4 separate regions of the Sus scrofa genome follow, and all the other regions are linked to region 3. Evidence: chromatin contacts called from public Hi-C and HiChIP or PLAC-seq data. All regions are on one chromosome and are shown on one strand. Each heading gives the region's core, a stretch centred on a gene start, on an enhancer-like site or on the middle of the called end of the contact. The rest is flanking DNA. Distances are from core to core; before and after follow the strand shown.

Region 1 (2,700 bases), core at 185-2,684, 340 kb after region 3:
TGGAAAAGTCCAGGGAACTAAGAACTGTGCGAAGGTTTTGCCTACGGTGCTGAGGGTGTAGGCTTCCTTTGAGTTAGAGAATCCTGCTTTCTCCTCTTGTTATTGAGCCTTAGCGTCTTACAAATGGGCAGTCTTTATATGTAAAAATTACCTAAGAAACTGCAGGAGAAACTCTGCCTCCCCCATCTCTATTTTTAGCTCTTAGAATATGTTCTACAGTCTTCCAGAATGTATATACAAATGCTTTCCCAAGCCCGTCACTTACATTGTTCCTCTCTGTCCTGTGATTCCACGCCACTCCACCTCCCTCCATGAGGGGTGTTTTTATTTTATGAACATTTGCTGGCATTCAATTTTGAGTAAGAATGCTTGCCTCCACGGAAGGGAGCAGAGTTTCTTCTCTTCATGTAGTGTCATACAGATATTTTTTTCTTAGAGAGAAATAAGAACCAAAATAGTTGTGGATCCTTGTTGGGTAAAAAGAATGGTGTTTTTGATCTGATGTCAGAGGTGTGGAAACAAGGCTAAAGTGAGAAGAGAGGTAGAGGTGAGGGGTATTTACAGATAGTGGCTTGGAGGAATGAATGAATGAACGCCTCAGCCTTGGTAGGAGGAAGCCTCCTCATTTGCTTCTCTTTCAAGATGCTCTTCTGTGGACCCCACCTCTGGCTAGATCACTGCATTTTTTGAGCATTGTGCTATGAGGTCCTCCCATTTTCCTGCATCATCATTTTGATCAGACTGTATCGTCAGTCCAGCGCTTGGGATTGAGATACACATGAGGTCTGTGCCCAGAGAAAAGTCTTTGCCTGAGGGTTATGCAACTTGATGTCAGCAGGTGGGGGATGGCCTCTTTACCAACACGTAGATTTATTGACTTTGGGATGCGAAAATCCAGTCTTTATATTTCAAGAGAATAAATCATCTCCTGTGAATTGTGATACTGTCAGAGGACATTCTGGATGGTAAACTTCTGCTGGAGCTCTGTGCAGTAATATGTAAAATATGCAGTTGACCAGAAGGTTGCAGTTTTGACTAATAGGATTATTAGTCAATGAGTAATACTTTAGGTTTGCCAAGTCCCAGTTTATAGCTGGAGCTTCATAAGTCAGAACTTGGTGTTCTAACAATCAGAGGCACTCTATACTTGGAACTTTAAGCCCAGATAGAAAAATTTTAGCAAATACCACATTTTGGCTAAAAGAGAAAAACTGGGTGTACAACATCATACCAAGTATTCATGTTAAAGTTTGATCTACTTGGTTCATAGGACACAGATGAAGCACAGGTGATCTTTGTGGTTGTCGCAGTATGAAAATAAACATTTTTTGGAAGTGGACATTTGAAGAAGTCATGTGGTACCATTACATAACATGGGCTCTGGAGAATTGGATCCATGGAGACTGACAACTGTGATGAAATAGTTTATTATATGCCTATTTTGCCTAACCCTTAGACATAGTTTCTGCTGTTGATAAGACAAAAGCAGTGGTCAGTTTAAGAAATAAATATATTCAACCCAACATTTGGCACAAAGGAGAAAAAAAAAAAAAAAAAACAGGTGGTTGATGGATTCCATTGTTTGTTTTCCAGCGGGAGGTTTTAGTATGGTAGATACACATCATGGGTTTCCTGTCTTTTAACGCGCTGGTTGTTGTCTACGTAGAATAGAGAAAGCATGTTGTTCTGATGCTAAGATTATAGCCCTAACCCAGCAGATGGCTATAATTTCTTTCCACTAAAAATCTCTTTCCTGTCTTTTGTTCTGTTTCTAGGTGTGCATTTCAGTGGTTTCGATATTAATTGTTTTTCATAGTTCTGTAGTTGGTGGCACTTTGAGAGAAAGATGGGATGTACACAGCCTTTTCTTATTAAAAGATTTCCTGTTATACAATGCGTTAAGGTTGCCGGCTTCTACCCTGCTTCCTTTCATTCTTTCTTTCTTTCCTTTTAAACTTTAGCTTGTTTCACCAGAGGGAGAAAGACTAGCTCAATTGTGTTATCCTGTTAGATTGCTAAAACCATGTTTAGATAAAAAATTACTCTATGCTTTTCTTACTACAGTTCATGATTTCCATTTTGTAAGGCATCTTTTCTAAATTTTGTGCTTTATTATTCTTGCGGTGTTGGACGAGCAAAAACAAACTCTAGTTCATAATTCACTTTAAAGAACATACCCTTTCTTTTCTATTTTCTTGTTAAAACCAAATTGTGTGCAATTTGTAGAAAATTGAAACCACATTTTTCACTTAACTTTCCAAAATTAAAATTTATGGGGAAAAAGAAGCAATAAAACAGTTACAATCTGGTCATCTATAATTATCTATGTGGTTTGAGCAGTTCCACATTTGAAAAAAGTGACACTGAGAACTTATCAAGATTTTACAACCATGGGATCTTTCACTTCTCTTTTGTTGCCTTGGAGCCAAGACCTCCACAAAATGCTAAAAGTTATACCATGAATTTAGAAATGAGATGCGTGAAGAGGGTAACTTTGAAATGATACACAACAATGGATAGCATCTAAAAATAGTTCTTTTCCTCTCTCACTCAATAATGAAATTTGTTACAGTAAAAGTTACCGTTGTATACTGTTATTTCAAGTGCTGTCTCTGATTTCAGTTGCTTTGGCATTCTCTTGTCATGCACTACCTGGCAGGAAAAAAAACCATAGAACTAGGGAGACATGCTATTTCCATT
Region 2 (2,700 bases), core at 41-2,540, 400 kb after region 3:
TGGATGCCTTAACAATGCAAATCATATTCATTTCACTTGTACATTGTAACTGTGCACCAGAACTGTCAGTCATCACTCACATTCTAAGAAAAAAGAAAAAAAAAAAAAAGAAAAAAAAAGAAATCGAAAAGCACAAAAGAACTGTTTTGTTACCTTAAGACAATGTAACTTTTCTAGTAGAGCAAGAAATTTACAACAATGCTGCAACTGTGCATGCCCCCCTATGGATTTTGCAATGGTTTTCACTAGACTGTCAGAGTGGATTTTTATGGGTTGGGGCGGGTGGGGGGAGGGGTTTGCGGGAGGGAAGGGAGGGGAGGAAAGCTGATTTTTCTTGGTGAGAAATAATAATAATGATGAATAATAATAAAACTGGAAAATGTAAGCAAGGTGGACGCATTGCTTCTCGGTACTCAGAAAGGTTGTCTGAATTCGTGTGGTAAGCGCTGGCCTGAAGATGTGTACAATTTAAAGCCATATTTTGTCTGGTGAGCCCCTTAACTGTTTGTGAAGGACCGGTCAGCCGGTGAGGTATCCGGCTCAGACCCTGACAACAGACGCCACCCATAGTCAGCCATGCGTAGTGGTTAGAACTTATCTTGAAAGTCCAAAGAGCCTTTAAAATGTGTATCATTTGTGTTTTGTTGCCTCTATTTATATTGATTAGATGAAAAGACGTTCTGACCCTCGGACCCTCTTTCTTCTACACAAAACTTTTACAAGTAAATATGTTCCCCTAAATACAGAATATGGCTTTAAGACGAAAATAGAGAATTCAACTAAGATTTTGGTTTTGGGGGAAAAATACAGCTTCTGGATGACTGGATTGCATAACATGCCCTGGCCTCACATTGTACAAGGATGCAGCTTAACAAAGTCATCTCTAAGTCTAACCTTTCACCTTCTTATCAAACTTTTGGAATAGACACACACTGTACAGTTCAATTGTTAGAGAACCTAACTACTGTAGAGATTGTTATAATTTTTTTTTTTTGCAAAAATTCAAGCTGTAAAAACTTTTCAACTTTCACAATATTTAATTAAAGTTACTTCCTGTCTGTGATGGCAGCTCCTAGTTGTGTATTCATTTCTCTATTTCGGATGAGCCCCTGTCCCACATAATGTAAAAAGTCTGTGTTTACAATTACTCAGACCACTGGTGACACCCAGAGAAAGGCAGGGAGAGTAATCCTGGGACACCCACTTTCCCTCTTAGTGGATCCTTGGGGATTTGCTCATCTGGGATGCAAATCGAACACACACAGCATTTTGCTGCCCTCTGCTGGCAGCAGGTAGGCACGCAGTGCCCATAATGGCCCAAGGAGAAGCCAAGAGCTCCAAAGGATCTCCCTAGGCAAGCAATTAGATCCTCCTGAAATGACCCAATTGTGAATCCAGGACCTGGCCACTCTGGAAAGCCATCCTCCGTGCTGCAAGTCTGAATCAAGCTCTTCGCATACAGCTGCTAATTAATCCCACTGAGCCTTCTGGTCAATTAATTACAGGCCCTGGCTCATTGATGAGGCGGCCTGTGTGAACACAGACCCTTCTATGATCTATAGTTTTAAATCACATGTGGATAAGACACTTTTCCTCTTGGATAAAACCAAATTTATCCAGAGTCAAACATTCCACAAACACCCAAGAGGTACATACTCCTGTACAATACTCCATGTTCAATGCTTTCCCTACTTTTGTAGTTACTGAACATGATAAGGTTAATGATGCTTGTAGCTTGGAACAATGCCTTGCAAATTCAGAAAAGAGGCCGTAGATCAACAGAAACTTGACAGCCAGAGCTGATAGGCTGTTCTACAACCATCATCGTGATCATTTGCGTTGGGCATTTTGCTCAGGTCTAGAGCCTAATCTGAGGTAATGAAAGATTGTGATAATACGTAGAGAAGCTACCATCCTTTTCTTATAAAGAAATCTATGTTGATTCATTCGGTCATTCAATATATATTTTTGGAATTCTGTATGAAATACAGAAGATTAAAAAAATGCACAAGAAGCCTCTGCCCTCAGGAAACTCTCAATCTCAGACAAGCTAAATCTATATTCAAAGTTAGTCTAGAATGTTTAGTATGAGACGGTCATGTCATAGTACTTCACAGAATCAAATAGTCAGCCACACCCCTGCTGGTTTCTACTTTCCTTAAGGCCTAGTTCCTGGAAACATTCATTCATTCACGTAAACCTTGAGGGTTTTACTGTGTATCCAGCACCAGGTGAGGCATAGTGGATTCTACAGCAAGCACAGCGACACTGGTCCTGCCCTTGTGAAACTTACAGATGAGTGATGCAAGCAGGCATTAAGTAACCACACAAGTACAAACCAACAAACCAATAACGGCAATGAAGAAAAAACCTAGGATGCTCTGAAAGTATATTACAGTGAGACCTGATTTAACCTGAAGGGTGGGGAAGGTGTCCAGACAAAGTGATGCCTAAGCTGAGATGTGAAGGATGAGGTGGGTGGGTACCTTAAGCAGAGGGAATGAGGGCGGGCGTGAAGATCTGAGCTTTGGCAGTGGATGTGGTGCATCAAGAACAGAAAGGCTGAGTGTGTAGGTGGGAAGGTGGCACGGTGGAGCTTGGGAATTTCTGTTCAGAACATGTCCTAAGGACCTACTAGGTGCTTGGCACTGTACTGAATGCTAGGATGCACTAGGCAAACCAGTCCTAGTTCCAGCCTGG
Region 3 (2,700 bases), core at 25-2,524:
CATGGGCATGTGTACTTTTCCATCACTGACCCCATGAGTTTCCTAAATCAAAGGGCCAAGGAAAGCCGGCAGAAAGGGGACCTGGATTTCTGGCAGAGAATTTCCCCGAAGGAGTCCTTAGCAGATTTGGCTGCAGTCAGGGAGTTCCTTTGAGGGCAATGAAACAGAAGTTCGGCCTGTGCTTATTAGAGGTTACAACCCGCTAAAAAATGATGGCCGCATTACCCAGAAACATCTAGCTATTTCCTTTGCCAGCCACAAGCATATATGCTGAAAGGTCTGAAGTAGGAGACCATTTCTTCTTCCCTTCCTCCCTCCGATGATCGTTCCCTCCTTCCTCCGTCTCTCTCTTCCTTGACAGGTGGCAGGTGACAGAAGTTGGGCAAAGGTTTGTCCAAGCCCCTCATTTTAACAGAAAGAATGAGGAGGAGAGAAACCCTACACCAAATAACTAATCAGAGACATTGTTGTTGCTTTGTTCGTTACTCTAAAGAAAAACTATTGTGGAGGGGATAAGGGGGTGGGGGTTGAATTCGAGTAAAATTTAAAATGCATCATGGCACAGCTCCAGGGAGAGCATCCGTTCCGCCGTTTACACTTTACATGAAGTGCTCCGGAGAAGTGAGCATGTGAGGACAGTGCCTAACGCCGGCGCCCTCCAGGCTAATCGCCGCCCTTCAGGCTAAATGCTGCCGAGCGAGAAGCATTTCGGAGGCTTGACTATGGGTAGAGCACTGGTCCCCACTCCCTGCGGATCCATAGCGCCTCGCTTGCCTGGGCCCAGGGTCCACTCCTCCCTGCCAGCGTGGAGGCAGTGTGCCCTCCGCAGACTCCCAATACCGATCTCGCGCACCCATTTTCCAACCCACCACCCCCTCCTCAAAGCGAAGAGGTGGGCACCTGGGATGCACGTCCTGCTTTTTCTGCCCGGGCTCTCCTGTCTCCTCCACATTTGCCCCCGACGTCCCAGAACAGCGGAGCAGAACTCGGCATCCGCCCAGCGAGGGCGCAGCCTGTGCGCCTCTAGCGCTTTCAGGGCGCGGCGAGGATGTTAAACCGACCGCAAAGGCCAGGATGCAGACCCCAACTCAAATCCTGCTCCCCTTCTTTCTGTCTCCCTTCTGCCCGAGTCTGCCCAGCTCAGCCCCGCTCCTCCCCAGCTCGGATGTCGGTGCTCGGAGATTCTTCGTTTGCCACTTTGCGAGGAACTTTGGCCGGCTCCCCTGCGCCACCCGAGGAGGGATGTTAGTGAGCTAGCAAGGCCCTACGCTGAGAGCTGGAAGGCACCTATGCTGCGATTGGCTGCGGCGAGGCGGAAGGATGACGTTATGCAAATGAGGGGGCGGCCCCTTGAGGCGCCGGCCCCGCCTCCTCCCTTTGGGGTTAGTGTGCCTGTGTTTAGCTCTGGGGAGAGTCAAACTGGATTCCATAGGGAAAGCCTGCAAATCACTTCTATTTTAGCAAGAAGAAAACAGAATCTCCATTCAGCAGGGTCCACTTCTCTCTCTTTCTCCCTCTCCTCTCCTCTCCTTTCCTCTCCTCTCCTCTCTTTCTGTCTTTCCCTACCCCCCTCCCCCTCCCCCCCATCCCACTCTCCCTCTCTGGTGTATCTGTCTACAGCAACCAGCGTCCTCCTCATCTACACGCACTGAAAGGAAAGAAATATCTTTGGTTGGGAGAGAAGGAGGAAAAAAAAAGAGAGGAAAAACTTGCCTGGTTGTGGAAAATGACACTTGAAGTAGCAAAGCCGGCAGCGCGAGTTGAGTCTATTGTTTCTTAAATTGCCACCAGGGCTTTTTTTTTTTTTTTTTTTTTTTTTTTTTTTTTTTTTTTCTTCCTGCTTCTTCAAGTGAACGGTACCTCTTCAAAAGGAAACTCCAGCCCCTCCTGTCCTCCACCGGCTTGTGATCATTACAAAAAAAAAAAAAAAAAAAAAAAAAAAAAAAAAAAAAAAAAAAAAAAAAAAAAAAAAAAAAAGCAAAAAAAAAAAAGCAGAAAAAAAAAGCACCCAAACCAAAAATTAACCAACCAAACAACCCCCAACAGCCAAGCATACATCTCTATTTTTTTTTATTTTGGTCTTTTTGTTGGATTTTCCCTTCTTTTTTTTCTCCGTTTTTTTTTTTTTTCGCGTTATCGCTCAGTTTTGAGCGAAGGTTTACATTTTTTAAAAATTTGCTTTCCAGCCCGCCTTGATCTTCTAGCGCGAGTTCATCGACTCAAAAAAAAAAAAAAAAAAATCTCTGGCTGGCGTTTTTCTTTCCTTTTTTTTTTTTTTTTTTTTTTTTTTTTTAATTTTCAAGGGGGAGGAGATTTTCCACAAGAAAAGGTTGTTTTCATGTTTGGGATTCAGGAAAGCATCCAACGGAGTGGAAGCAGCATGAAGGAAGAGCCGCTGGGCAGCGGCATGAACGCGGTGCGGACGTGGATGCAGGGCGCCGGGGTGCTGGACGCCAACACGGCGGCGCAGAGGTGGGTACCGCACGGGGACCGCGGCCGGGGAGGCGAGCTGCGAGCAGTAGAGCTGGGAGGCGGTAGCGGCCGTGGCCACGACGGGCCCGGCCGCGCTACTGCGTCTGCCGCTCGGCTCTGTTCGCCTCTGGGGCTCGGTGCTCCCCGGCCGCTCTGTCTTGATTGCCTTCGGCCGGAGAGCCGGGAGCTGCCTGAGAAGAGCCCACGCTTTGCCGGCAATTTCCCCTG
Region 4 (2,700 bases), core at 67-2,566, 290 kb after region 3:
ATAACTCTGTGCAGTAAACCTGCACAGAGTTCTGGCTCTCAGATAGACAAACTCAGAAATCCAAAAGTGCTTGTCCTGGAATGGTTGGGTTACCAGGTTGTCACACCAGAATTTCTGTCCTTCCCTTGTTCAGATCTGTGTCCCATGAGTGTAGAGGAATTTTGCTCGTTCAGAATAGAATAAGAAATCTGAAGAATAAACAGGAGGTAGATAGCATTTGAGCTGGATCTGACTTTAGCAAAAGGCATTGTTTGGAACTGAGCCGTGGTGCTGTTTATAGACACCTAGATAGCCCTGCTAGGTGAACTCTGCCTTAACATAGATGGATACTGGATCTATGTTTCCTTCTCTCAACTATGAATTTTCCTTTTCTTGTTTTCTCTGAGAGCCATGAATGTTGTCAAAGCAAAGGGCTTTCTTGCCAAATGAAATCACTTTGGAATAAAGGATGCAAAACCCTTGAAAATTTTGATTTTCTCGTTTAATATTTAAGAGGTTTAATTGCATCTGGGGTTGAGAAATACCTAAATCATGGGTTACATTACTCGTCAAGGTGACAAACACACCATCACACACAAACACACATACAGGGGGAGAGAGAGAGAGAGAGAAAGGCTGCTTTGCATCCATAGCACATGTTGTTTTGTTTTTTTCTCCCCCCATGTAATATCTAGACGTGCTAGTGGATGGGGCCGTAAATGCAGACAAGTAACCAAACCAAGCTAAATAAAACCCTTATAAACAATCAAATGCTTAACTTCATGGAGCAATTACTAGAGAAAATAAAGGAAGGCAGAAATAAATCTGGTAACTAAAGTTAAAAGTAAGAGCATAACCATCACAAAGACTGCTTCCTTGTGAGTGAGGAAACAGTCAAATAGGTGTATTCATCTGTTTATTAGCCGATTAGGAGTCTGTGGTGAGGTTAGCATTCTGAAAGTGAAGTTTGTATCCTATGGTCTAGGGTTCAGGTCAGACATAACTGCTACTGGTTTCTAAGGCTTCCAGTTGCCGGGTGGGTGGGTGAGCTCAGAGTAGATCTACCTCCTGTGCGTGGTGAAAATATACAGGGCTAGGCTTCCTGTAGGGTCACACCCTCCGTTTGCCCCCTTTCCTGGCCAGTAGCTACCAGTTGTTAGGATCAAAGAATGCAGGTGTTGCTGCTGAGAGCAGTCAGGAAAGTCATCATTTCACTTAGAAAAAAAAAAAAACCCACAGCAAAAACAATAGTTCCGATTAAACAGGAAGGGCACATTCTGTGCGCTGAGTCCAAGTGGGGGTGCTTTGTGTCCCTATTAGTCTGTGAAACAGGCTTGCTCCCAAGCACGGCCTCACCAAATCAAGTAGATAACAAGGGTGAAAGGCCTGAGATTTTATGAGGTCACAAGTGTCCCAAAGAAATGAGCTGAGCTCATGGGTTTCTCAACATTTTCTGCCAAGTCTCCAGAATTTGGGACAATAACATTAAAGTTAATTCCTCATTTTTGAAAAGATTGCTATTAATATTCATTCCAGGCAAATGAGAACTCCCCCCCCCCCCCCCCCCCGCCAAACATTCTACTTTGTAAATACTGAGGCCAAATCCACCTCTTCAGTAAACTTAGCTATGTTAGCAAGTTGCTGAATTGGCAGTTCCTATGAAAGTTTTGCAATATACTACATGACCTGAAATAGTGAGACTATGGTGTATTCTAGTAGATAAATAAACTCTGGTTAATGGGGAACTGATGCTGACAATAATTATTATAGTAGCAACTAGCATCCTATGTGCCTGGCCCATAGTGAAACAGCAAAACCCAAGTAGGCACTTTGTGAAATTTGTCTGGGGTCTATGAAGTGGGTACCTATATGGGCACTACTGCTTAGAGAGAGTAAATGACTGCTTCAGGGTTGCCCTGTGTGGCAGATGTGGAATTTGACAGCTGGAGCTCTTGCCCGTTTTCAGATGTGCTCATACTCTGATTGTGAAAGTCAGCTTCACACAACTGCATCTTTCTGTCTTTACTCAGAAGCCAGTAAGGGCCGGTGTCGGCATCTTCTCCTCCCCTGTAAGCATTAGTACCTGCTCTGTAGAAATGCTCACGCATAGAGAGTTCTGGTTAATAGAATTCTGGAAAAGGAGGGTTTCCACTTTTTTTTTTTTCATGTACCATGCATAACAGAAATGGAAAATTACCCTGTATACACTTAAGTGGAATGTCAAGATTTAGAATGGGATTTGAACATTTCTAAATCTGTGCCTTTGACCAACAGATTGAGTGTTGCTTCCCCATGGTATTTAAATACAGGAATGGAGAAAAGAGCCAAACAGCACATGACTAAGGAGGTTTCCATAATGGGACATCAGCTGTCACAAAGGCCTCATTTGGGGGATAAGAGATGATAAATGCTACACCTGGGTCATCTGGACAGCTACCCCCAACAAGTGTGGTATTGATCACAGCACAAAGAGATTGCAGAGGCAGAAGTAAGAGCAGCCCCAGGACCCTGCTGATAGCTGCACACACCACTAATTCACCTCAATGGGCAGGCACCTCTGAGCTCAATTAACCCTTATTCCCAAGGCCACCCATAAACCCCGAGGTAAACAGGGCTCTCCTGGCCTTTGCTTTCTCTCAATGAAATAGATCATTTCTATTGGAGGCTGAGGTGTGATTCCAGCTTATAAATTCACCTCACTAATAAAGAGCCTGGTACTTC

Evidence for each region. A called contact is a pair of places that touch in the nucleus more often than the background predicts. HiChIP or PLAC-seq counts read pairs in DNA pulled down with a chosen protein or histone mark.
Region 1: a Hi-C map of skeletal muscle shows a contact between it and region 3, with 2.7 times the contacts expected there. The contact joins the enhancer-like site here to the promoter of EBF1 in region 3. A contact is called at or near these places in 5 of 47 Hi-C or Micro-C datasets (embryonic fibroblasts, mesenteric adipose tissue, retroperitoneal adipose tissue and 2 more) and 1 of 2 datasets of contacts at active chromatin or transcription factors (skeletal muscle).
Region 2: a contact with region 3 is called in a Hi-C map of adipose tissue, with 7 times the contacts expected there. The contact joins the enhancer-like site here to the promoter of EBF1 in region 3. A contact is called at or near these places in 2 of 5 promoter capture datasets (fetal liver and liver), 28 of 47 Hi-C or Micro-C datasets (adipose tissue, alveolar macrophages, blood and 16 more) and 2 of 2 datasets of contacts at active chromatin or transcription factors (alveolar macrophages and skeletal muscle).
Region 4: a contact with region 3 is called in an H3K27ac HiChIP or PLAC-seq map of skeletal muscle, with 8 times the contacts expected there. The contact joins the enhancer-like site here to the promoter of EBF1 in region 3. A contact is called at or near these places in 8 of 47 Hi-C or Micro-C datasets (epiblast stem cells, heart right ventricle, mesenteric adipose tissue and 5 more) and 1 of 2 datasets of contacts at active chromatin or transcription factors (skeletal muscle).

What each region holds. Positions count from the first base shown.
Region 1 is chr16:64,694,122-64,696,821 of Sscrofa11.1, forward strand. The region is part of intron 11 of EBF1 (transcription factor COE1); the gene reads left to right. Among named protein-coding and RNA genes, the nearest start is that of EBF1, 340 kb to the left of the region's middle. Within about 2 kb of position 1,435, at least 16 of the 83 cell types and tissues checked have an H3K27ac peak or open chromatin away from gene starts, as enhancers often do. A contact at or near this core is called in embryonic fibroblasts, mesenteric adipose tissue, retroperitoneal adipose tissue and 2 more, where this site is marked.
Region 2 is chr16:64,752,126-64,754,825 of Sscrofa11.1, forward strand. EBF1 (transcription factor COE1) reads left to right here. Exons shown (of 17, transcript XM_005672579.3): 17 at 1-1,063. The region is part of intron 4 of LOC106506547 (a long non-coding RNA gene); the gene reads right to left. Among named protein-coding and RNA genes, the nearest start is that of EBF1, 400 kb to the left of the region's middle. Within about 2 kb of position 1,291, at least 6 of the 83 cell types and tissues checked have an H3K27ac peak or open chromatin away from gene starts, as enhancers often do. A contact at or near this core is called in adipose tissue and subcutaneous adipose tissue, where this site is marked.
Region 3 is chr16:64,356,737-64,359,436 of Sscrofa11.1, forward strand. EBF1 (transcription factor COE1) reads left to right here and starts at 1,275. Exons shown (of 17, transcript XM_005672579.3): 1 at 1,275-1,382; 2 at 2,354-2,472. The coding sequence starts at 1,290.
Region 4 is chr16:64,642,590-64,645,289 of Sscrofa11.1, forward strand. The region is part of intron 9 of EBF1 (transcription factor COE1); the gene reads left to right. Among named protein-coding and RNA genes, the nearest start is that of EBF1, 290 kb to the left of the region's middle. Within about 2 kb of position 1,317, at least 15 of the 83 cell types and tissues checked have an H3K27ac peak or open chromatin away from gene starts, as enhancers often do. A contact at or near this core is called in retroperitoneal adipose tissue, skeletal muscle and subcutaneous adipose tissue, where this site is marked.